Regions from separate parts of the Rattus norvegicus genome. Here region 1 is linked to region 2. The links are chromatin contacts, called in public Hi-C maps. All regions are on one chromosome and are shown on one strand. Each heading gives the region's core, a stretch centred on a gene start, on an enhancer-like site or on the middle of the called end of the contact. The rest is flanking DNA. Distances are from core to core; before and after follow the strand shown.

Evidence for each region. Hi-C and Micro-C count contacts between places; a contact is called where the count stands out from the background.
Region 1: a contact with region 2 is called in a Hi-C map of prefrontal cortex, with 4 times the contacts expected there. The contact joins the promoter of Barx2 here to the enhancer-like site in region 2. A contact is called at or near these places in 12 of 12 Hi-C or Micro-C datasets (the A7r5 cell line, the Rat2 cell line, Schwann cells and 7 more) and 1 of 1 datasets of contacts at active chromatin or transcription factors (oligodendrocytes).

Annotation. Positions count from the first base shown.
Region 1 is chr8:38,575,568-38,579,448 of GRCr8, reverse strand. It overlaps Barx2 (BARX homeobox 2), which reads left to right and starts at 2,471. Exons shown (of 4, transcript NM_001427453.1): 1 at 2,471-2,980. The coding sequence starts at 2,794.
Region 2 is chr8:38,244,711-38,248,577 of GRCr8, reverse strand. It overlaps the pseudogene Prps1-ps1. Among named protein-coding and RNA genes, the nearest start is that of Tmem45b, 78 kb to the right of the region's middle. Within about 2 kb of position 2,532, at least 7 of the 93 cell types and tissues checked have an H3K27ac peak or open chromatin away from gene starts, as enhancers often do. A contact at or near this core is called in prefrontal cortex, where this site is marked.

The DNA of each region.
Region 1 (3,881 bases), core at 1,222-3,721, 330 kb before region 2:
TTATTCCTTTTTTTTGCGGGAATTTGTTCTTCCAGATTCCCCTAGTGTGTGTGTGTGTGTGTGTGTGTGTGTGTGTGTGTGTGTGTGTAGAGAGAGAAAGAGAGAGAGAGAGAGAGAGAGAGAGAGAGAGAGAGAGAGAGAGAGAGAGAGAGATTGTAAGGCGCCTATGGGGGATGCTATATTTATTAGGCTATCAAAATTCACTAGATTTCAAACCAAATCTACAGGGGTTTTAAGTGAATTTTGTACCTGCGGCTCTGTGGGAAGAACGGAGCAGTAAGAAAACAGAAAGATGCCTCTCTTGGAAAGACGTGTCACAGGGTGGAGGCCAGTCCAAGGGGGCTGATTCCTGCCGGCTGGGCTAGGAGTTCAAGTACTGGGTCTGTTGATGAACTTCCGTGGGTGTGGGTTCACAAATGCCACTCTTGACCCGAGTTTGGAGAGAGAAAAGGTGGAGAGGGAGAAGAAAAAGGAAGAAAGAAAAAGAAACAAGCATGCACTATAGGGGAGAACAGAACGAAGGGCAGAAGTAAGGAAAGAGAAAAAGGAAACCAAACTTAGAGGCCCTAAAGGCGAGTACGAACATGAAAGAGGGATAGAGTTATGGGAGAAGAAGAGGGAGGAGCCAAGAGAAAGAAAGAGAAAAGGCTGAAGGACAGGAGTGCTGTACAGAGACAGGGTTCCCCTCAGAGTGACCCAGAGCGCACGCCTTCCGTGCGACCGCTGCGGAGCCTGCTAGCCTAAGCGCGGCGGCACAGTCAAGCTCTTCCCTGAGGCCATTCAGACGCCGGGCTCCGAGCACTACAAGCCGGTCTCGCCGTTGCCTCTGTCAATCCCGCCAAGCATTTAGTTTCTTCGTAGCTGCTTAAAAGCGCGGCACTGTCCTGGTGACTCAAGAGAGCTCCCCAGGATTGCCATGGCAGCCAGTGTTGCGCCCGGGTTCCTGGTCCCCGCTCCTTGCGCAGCGGGTCGAGGCGAGCGATGGCAGCGCCCAGACTGATCAGGGACAGGTCCTAGGCCTTCCATCCTCCTCTGCAGATAGGGCACAGAGTCCAGGGATAAAAGCAAGGAGCACACCGCCACTACGGTATCTAGCTGCAGTGCTGGCCCGCCTGTGCTGGAACAGAAGAAATAAAAGCGACCCCAAGAGTTAAGCAGGGAAGAGAAATCAGGCAGAAGCAGACACATGGGAAATAAAGATCGTCAATATGAGCTGCTGGCCACGGCAAACGCTCAACTATGATTCAGCCTGTTAATGCCTATTTTCTTTAGGTGTTTAATCATTAGTTCAGCAAGTTTGTTCCTTAGCGAGTTTAACCACCAGCCCAGGTGCGCGTCCCGAATTGCTTCCGCGGCTAGCCGTGCTCAGAGTGCGCAGCCACGCAGAACACTCCCGAGACTCAGATCAGCCCCACAGTGCGAGCATCAAGGAAACATCGTCGGCTGTCTGTGTCCCAAATTCTGTATCCCCGCTGTCCGTTTTCTCTCCAGCTCACGCACACCGCTTCAGGGGCATAGTCTTGGGGGCTGGGAGCGCACAGGGAGTTCGATTCCCACGGCGGTGGGAGTCACTGACCGCAAGAGCTGTCCCAGGCATTTAGGTGCGAGCCAGACCTCACGCAAGGATTGTGGTTGAGAACAAAGTTCGTTCAGACATTGATTCTGAGATTAGGACGCAAAGAAGAAAGCCTCTAAGAAGAAACCATCCCGAAATAGCTAAAGTGTGTTATGTCCAGGAATGAAAATCGGGATTGGGCGCTAGCAAAAGCCAGAATTTGGGCTGTGTAAGGGCCGCGGGCAGGTGGCGATCCTGCTGTTTTGCCTTTCTAGCAAACAAACAAACAAACAAACAAACAACAACAACAACAACGAACGATTGTATGAACAGAATTTAAACACACACACATCACATTACTACTCCAGTTTATTATTGGGGTAACGGAGTGTGCTAAATTCATTTGTAATTTGGGGTCCTAGGGAGGTAGTCAAGCTTGCAACCTTGGCGCAAAAGTCCCATCCCGGGAGCGCACGGGTGCAGCGCGTGCTTGGGAGCTGCCGATTGAGAGGGGACGCCGTGGTTTTAGGAAATGGCCCACGCGGGAACAAGAGAGGCTCGGTAGTCGTCCGGAACCGCGTGCTCTGGGGCCTGGAGCCTTGGGATTCTGTTTGAAGATGCCACTGCTTTGTGGCCAGAGGTGTGGACATAGCTGCCTACAGGGTTGCGGGGAGCCGGGAGCGGTGCCCCCTTTAGCTGGCTCTAGGCTGGGCAGTGAGGAGCGTTGCTGCTTGGAAAACTGGCGGCCCGACTCCTGAGCCGCCCGAGAAGGCGGTGCGCTCCGGACGTACTGCGCGTGCACACACACGAGCTCGCGCGCACACCCCGTACACACACCTGAAGCTGGGGGAGGGCGAGAGGAGAACCGAGGCGAGTGTCTTAAAATAGAGAGCCAGCCCGGCGAGCGCTCGACTCTCGGGACGGCGGGAGGCAGCGAGCAAGAGCGGTCGGACCCGGGGTGCGCAGGTCAGCACCCCGGCCGCACGGGCGCGCAGGGGCGGGGTAGCAGCCGACGCCCCTCGGCTCGCGCTCCGCACCTGGCCCTGCAGGAAGTGCGCGCTGATTGACAGCTGCGGTGTCCCAAAAAGGCTGTAGTCAAAGATGCTGCTCGGCGGGTGGGTGTAGACGCAGCAGGCGCGCCTGTGCCCTCTCTGTTTCGCGCGCCTCCCCGGGCCCCGCCGCCCCTCTGGCTGCCGAGGAGCGGGGCTCAGGTCTCCAGGCTCCGGTCCCGGCTCACCATGCACTGCCACGCGGAACTGAGGCTGAGCTCACCCGGCCAGCTCAAAGCAGCCAGGAGGCGCTACAAGACTTTCATGATCGATGAGATCCTCTCCAAGGAGACCTGCGACTACTTTGAGAAACTTTCCCTCTACTCTGTGTGCCCATCGCTGGTGGTGCGACCCAAGCCCCTGCACTCTTGTACCGGTAAGACAATCGCTGGGAGATATAGTGGGCTGTTGTACTTTTGACCGCGTGCGGTCGCCTTTGCTTTCCAACTCGAGAGCGAGAGAGACCAAGGGATTCTTTCCCTGCGTTCTTGCGAGAACAGACTAGGCAGCGGAGCACATTCAAAAGCGTTTGCAGACCGCCGGGCAGGTACTGCTCCCTGGATGGGAGTTAAGACCAAGTGCTCTTGGAGTGGGACACCAATGTAACATAACTGTCCCTGCTTCTTGGAGAAAGCTCCCTCCTCCCTGGCACTACTGGGGGTTGGGCGTTTAGTGAGAAACTTCAAACATTTCAACAGATTCAGTGCCTAGGTGGTTTCAAGCAGTGAGCCTGTTCTTTTCAACTTGAATTTGGTGGTCTCATCTTTCACCTAGAGCTGGATTGCCCAGCCTCTTCTGTAATTTTACGGGTAAATCAGTTCCCCAAGCTTCAAAATAAACTTGTGAATACATCAAACTTTACTTAAAATGATTGCCCTCGAGAAAGTAGTTTTGCCCTCTGCTGAGTTTTGACACAAGCAGAGAGGATGAACTCTTTGTCTTAAGTGACTAAAACCAACACTAGTAAGAGAAAAAAACAAAACAAAGCAAAAACAAAACAAAACAAAACAAAACCCTCTCAAACCTCGTTTCCTCTGTCCACAAAAACTAGACTAATAGGAAGGAGACAGAGAATTTAGTAGCTACATTGGAAAAGTAGCTATGTGGAAAATCAATCGAAAGGCATTTAAAGCAGAGCGTACATTAAGAGAAGGTCGGGGTTTCAAAGTCCCTTGACCTCATGGAGATCAGGCTACAAAAAAAAACCCCCCATAGGTGCAGCTAAAAACAGTTGGAGAAAAAAATTATTTTCAAAGACGTTCTTGACCATGCTTTCC
Region 2 (3,867 bases), core at 1,283-3,782:
GCCAAGGAGGTGGACCGCACAGTTCTGGTAGGAGATGTGAAGGATCGTGTGGCTATGCTTGTGGATGACCTGGCTGACACTTGTGGTACAACCTGTCATGCTGCTGACAAACTTCTGTCAGCTGGAGCTACCAGAGTTTATACTATCTTGACGCTCGGAATCTTTTCTGGCCCAGCCATTTCTCTCATCAACAGTGAATGCTTTGTAGCAGTAGTAGTTCGCAGTACCTCAGGAGGACAGGATGGAACGTTGCTCCAAACGGCAGGTGACTGGCATCTCTATGATCCTTGCAGAAGCCATCAGGAGAACCCACAACCGATAATCTGTCTCCTACCTGGTCAGCCATGCCCCTCTATAATATTATAGCTTCTGAAGCATTTAGAAAATAAAACCACCCCCACCCCTTTGTTTTTCTTGGTATTGGTGAGCTCAGCAGAAGACCCAGCCTGCTCCATAATAGCTTTGTACATCCCACATTAGCTATATTAAAATTTGTCCTACATTGGATAAAGACGGATGGCTAGTAACTGCTAGGATGCCCTACCTGCATTGTTTTATCCCGTCTTTCTTGTTTATTTTGTGAACCTTGCAGCTTTAAGTTGAGTTCGGCTGTTGAAAGATGTATAGACTGTTAAGAGAGTATTCCGTAAGGTCCTTAGGACGGGATTGACAGAGCTCATACTCCATTGCATGTGAATGCTTTGGGGGTTTCCTCATTCAGAATAACAGTCACAAAGTCAGCCCATGTGCGATACATTTTCAGAGGTCTATGCTACACTGTAGCAAGAACCCTGAGCATCCTTAAACATAGTTCAGTTGTTGAGTGCCCTGTAAGGCAGGGGCAGGTAGCGCAATACAGTAATAAATTTGGGGGAGGAAGAAGCCTGATCCATAGCCATTTGTTTAACTTATAGCTTGGATCCTCTACAGCTGTTCCTTTCCAGTTGGCTTCACCTTCAGCCGTCTTCTCTTTTCCTGGTCAAATAACTTGGACTTGGTGATCATTGTAACAAAATCTTCTGTAAGACAGACTTGCTTCTTGCTATGTAACTGCTAACATTCACATCAGGTAACAGCACAATCTTCCTTAGCCTCTGAGTGGTGGGTTTTAGGTGGTGTCGTAGTGCCTTTTGATTAATTTAAGTATTTAATTTTCATCTTCCTTGGATCCATTTGGCCTCTCTCTTTTTTTTCCCCTGGAGCTGAGGACTGAACCCAGGGCCTTGCGCTTGCTAGGCAAGCGCTCTACCACTGAGCTAAATCCCCAACCCCCCCCCATTTGTCCTGTCAATTGAACATTTTCTGCTAAACAATTTGATCTTATTGTCCTGTGTAGAAGAAACTTAATAAAATATCTGTCATGTGAGCAAAAAGAAAAAGAAATGACAGATAGATAGAGTGATGATAGATGGATCGATGGATGGATAGACAGACAGATACAGTCTGATAGTATAACAAAGTAGATCATAAATAGATGTTTCTCAAAAGAAGGCATACAGATGGCAAACAGATATGTGGAAAAAAACGTTCAACATCATCAATCATCAGAGTTGTGTAAATCATAGTGAGATAACACCTGGCTCCCATAAGTCACTATCAGTGTGGAGATGCCTTAACGAATTAGACATAGGAACATTTTTCCATTTGTTTTGTTTTGGTTTGGGTTGGGTTGGGTTGGGTTGGGTTGGGTTGGGTTGGGTTGGGTTGGGTTTGGGCTACTGGGATTTTCTGTGTAACAGAGTCCTGGCTGTCCTGGACTTGATTTGTAGACCAGGCTGGCCTCGAACTCACAGAGATCTGCCTTTAATCTCAGTGCTGGGATTAAAGACGTGCACGACTCTGCTCAGCTTTGATTGTAGCAACTTCATAAAGATGCCGGCTGAGGCAGATCTCTGTATGAGTTCAAAGCCAGCAATCTACATAGCAAGTTCCAGGCCAGCCAGGGCTATAGAAGGGGACTCTGCCTCAAGAAGCAAACAGCAACTGCAAAGCTGCCGATTTGCTGGCTCCGTGACATAAGAACCTTCCCAAGTATGAACCGCACTGTTGGGAAATTCAGACTGCAGTAGGTCCGTATTCTGAAATCTGGCTAACATTACACCACTAGACTATAGGGATGAAACTGCATCAGAATGTGCAGTATTCAGAGACGTGGAAATGTAATCAAAACCGGAATCTGCAGGGGACATAAACACAGGTTCCAAGCAGCACACCAGGTACTAGGAAGGATTTCACAAGGGCTGGACTGAGATTCAGAACTGGACTCCTTTTGAAGAATTTCCCAGGGGTGTGGCCACCAGCATAGGCAACTGGGTCTGAGAGCACCTCCCACTGACCAGACCTGCTTCTATAATCAAGGCTCCCAAAGGAAAGCCTGCAGGCAGGAATAGCATTTGCAGCACAGCTCGTGAAGAACCACCCTGACCAGCATTTATGATCCAATATCACAAAGGAACATCCAGGGCTATGATAGGCATCTGGGATCCTGGCAAGTGTTCTGCTGTGAGAGGAGTACTGAGTAGGCTGTAGTACCAAACATCGAGCTAGCAGAGGAGGAGGAGGATGCCTAAACCCTACCACTACCCAGTCCCTCTTGAACATAGCAAACCACTCCCGCTGAAAGAAAAACAACTTTTCTTTTTAATTCAGGGTGTGGGAGTGTGGCATGTTTTCGTGAGTGAGGTGCTTGCTGTATAAGCATGAGAGCCTGTGTTTGGATTTCTAGAACTCTACAAGGGCAGGAATGTAGACTTACCTGCCTCTGAGTCCAGAACTGAGTTATATCTGCCTGAGAGGCTTGGGCTGCTCAGTCTAGCTGAAATGGAGAGCTTTCTGTTCAATAAGAGGACTCTCTTCCTCTGTCTCCCCTCTCCTCCCTCTCTCTCAATCTCTCCTCTCTCTCTCAACCACTCTCTCTTCTCCTCTTTCTGTCTTCTCATCTCTCCTTCCTTTCCCCTTTCTTTCTTCTCTTTCCTCTCTCTTTCTCTTTCTACCCCTCTCTCTCCTCCCACCCCTCTCTCTCCTCTTAATATCTCTCCTCTATATTTCCTTTCTGTCTCCCATCTCTCTCATTTCTCCATTCTTCCCCCCTTCTCTTTCTCAATCTCTCATTTTCTCATAAGAAATTAATAAAAAGGTACAAATGGAACATTCAAGGTCTATGGGACATTATGAAAAACCAAATCTGTAAGCCATGGGCATAAGTGGAGAATTATGTCATAGAAAACATTTTCAACAAAATCATAGCAGATAATTGTCCAAATATAGGTTTTTTAAAGATTTATTCATTTATTATATATAAGTACACTGTAGCTGTCTTCAGACACACCAGAAGAGGGCATCGGATCTCTTTACAGATGGTTGTGAGCGCACCATGTGGTTGCTGGGAATTGAACTCAGGATCTCTGGAAGAGTAGTCGGGTACTCTTAACAACTGAGCCATCTCTCCAGCCCCCAAATATAGGTTTTAAGATGGCCATCCAGATACAGAAAGAATATGGGACACCAAAGAAATAAGACCAGAAAATAACATCCCTGGCCCATAGTATAGTTAAACAAAGAAAGTACATAGAAAGCTGCAAGAGAAACCATCAACTCACATATAAAGACAGACCCATCCGGTTTCTTGGCATATGCTTTAAAACCCAAGGGGGCTAAGAGTGCTACATTTCAAGTTCTGCAAGATGACAGGTGCCAGTCACAACTACTTTACCCAGCAAAACTATGTCATAATTTGAGCAGAAAGAGAACATTCCCATAATATAAACAGGCTGAGAAAATCCCTGACAACTAAACAACAAGCTCTAAAGAACACAGAAGCAGCCTTGAAGCTAACAGAAAAGAAGGACATGTTCAATTGAAAAGAAG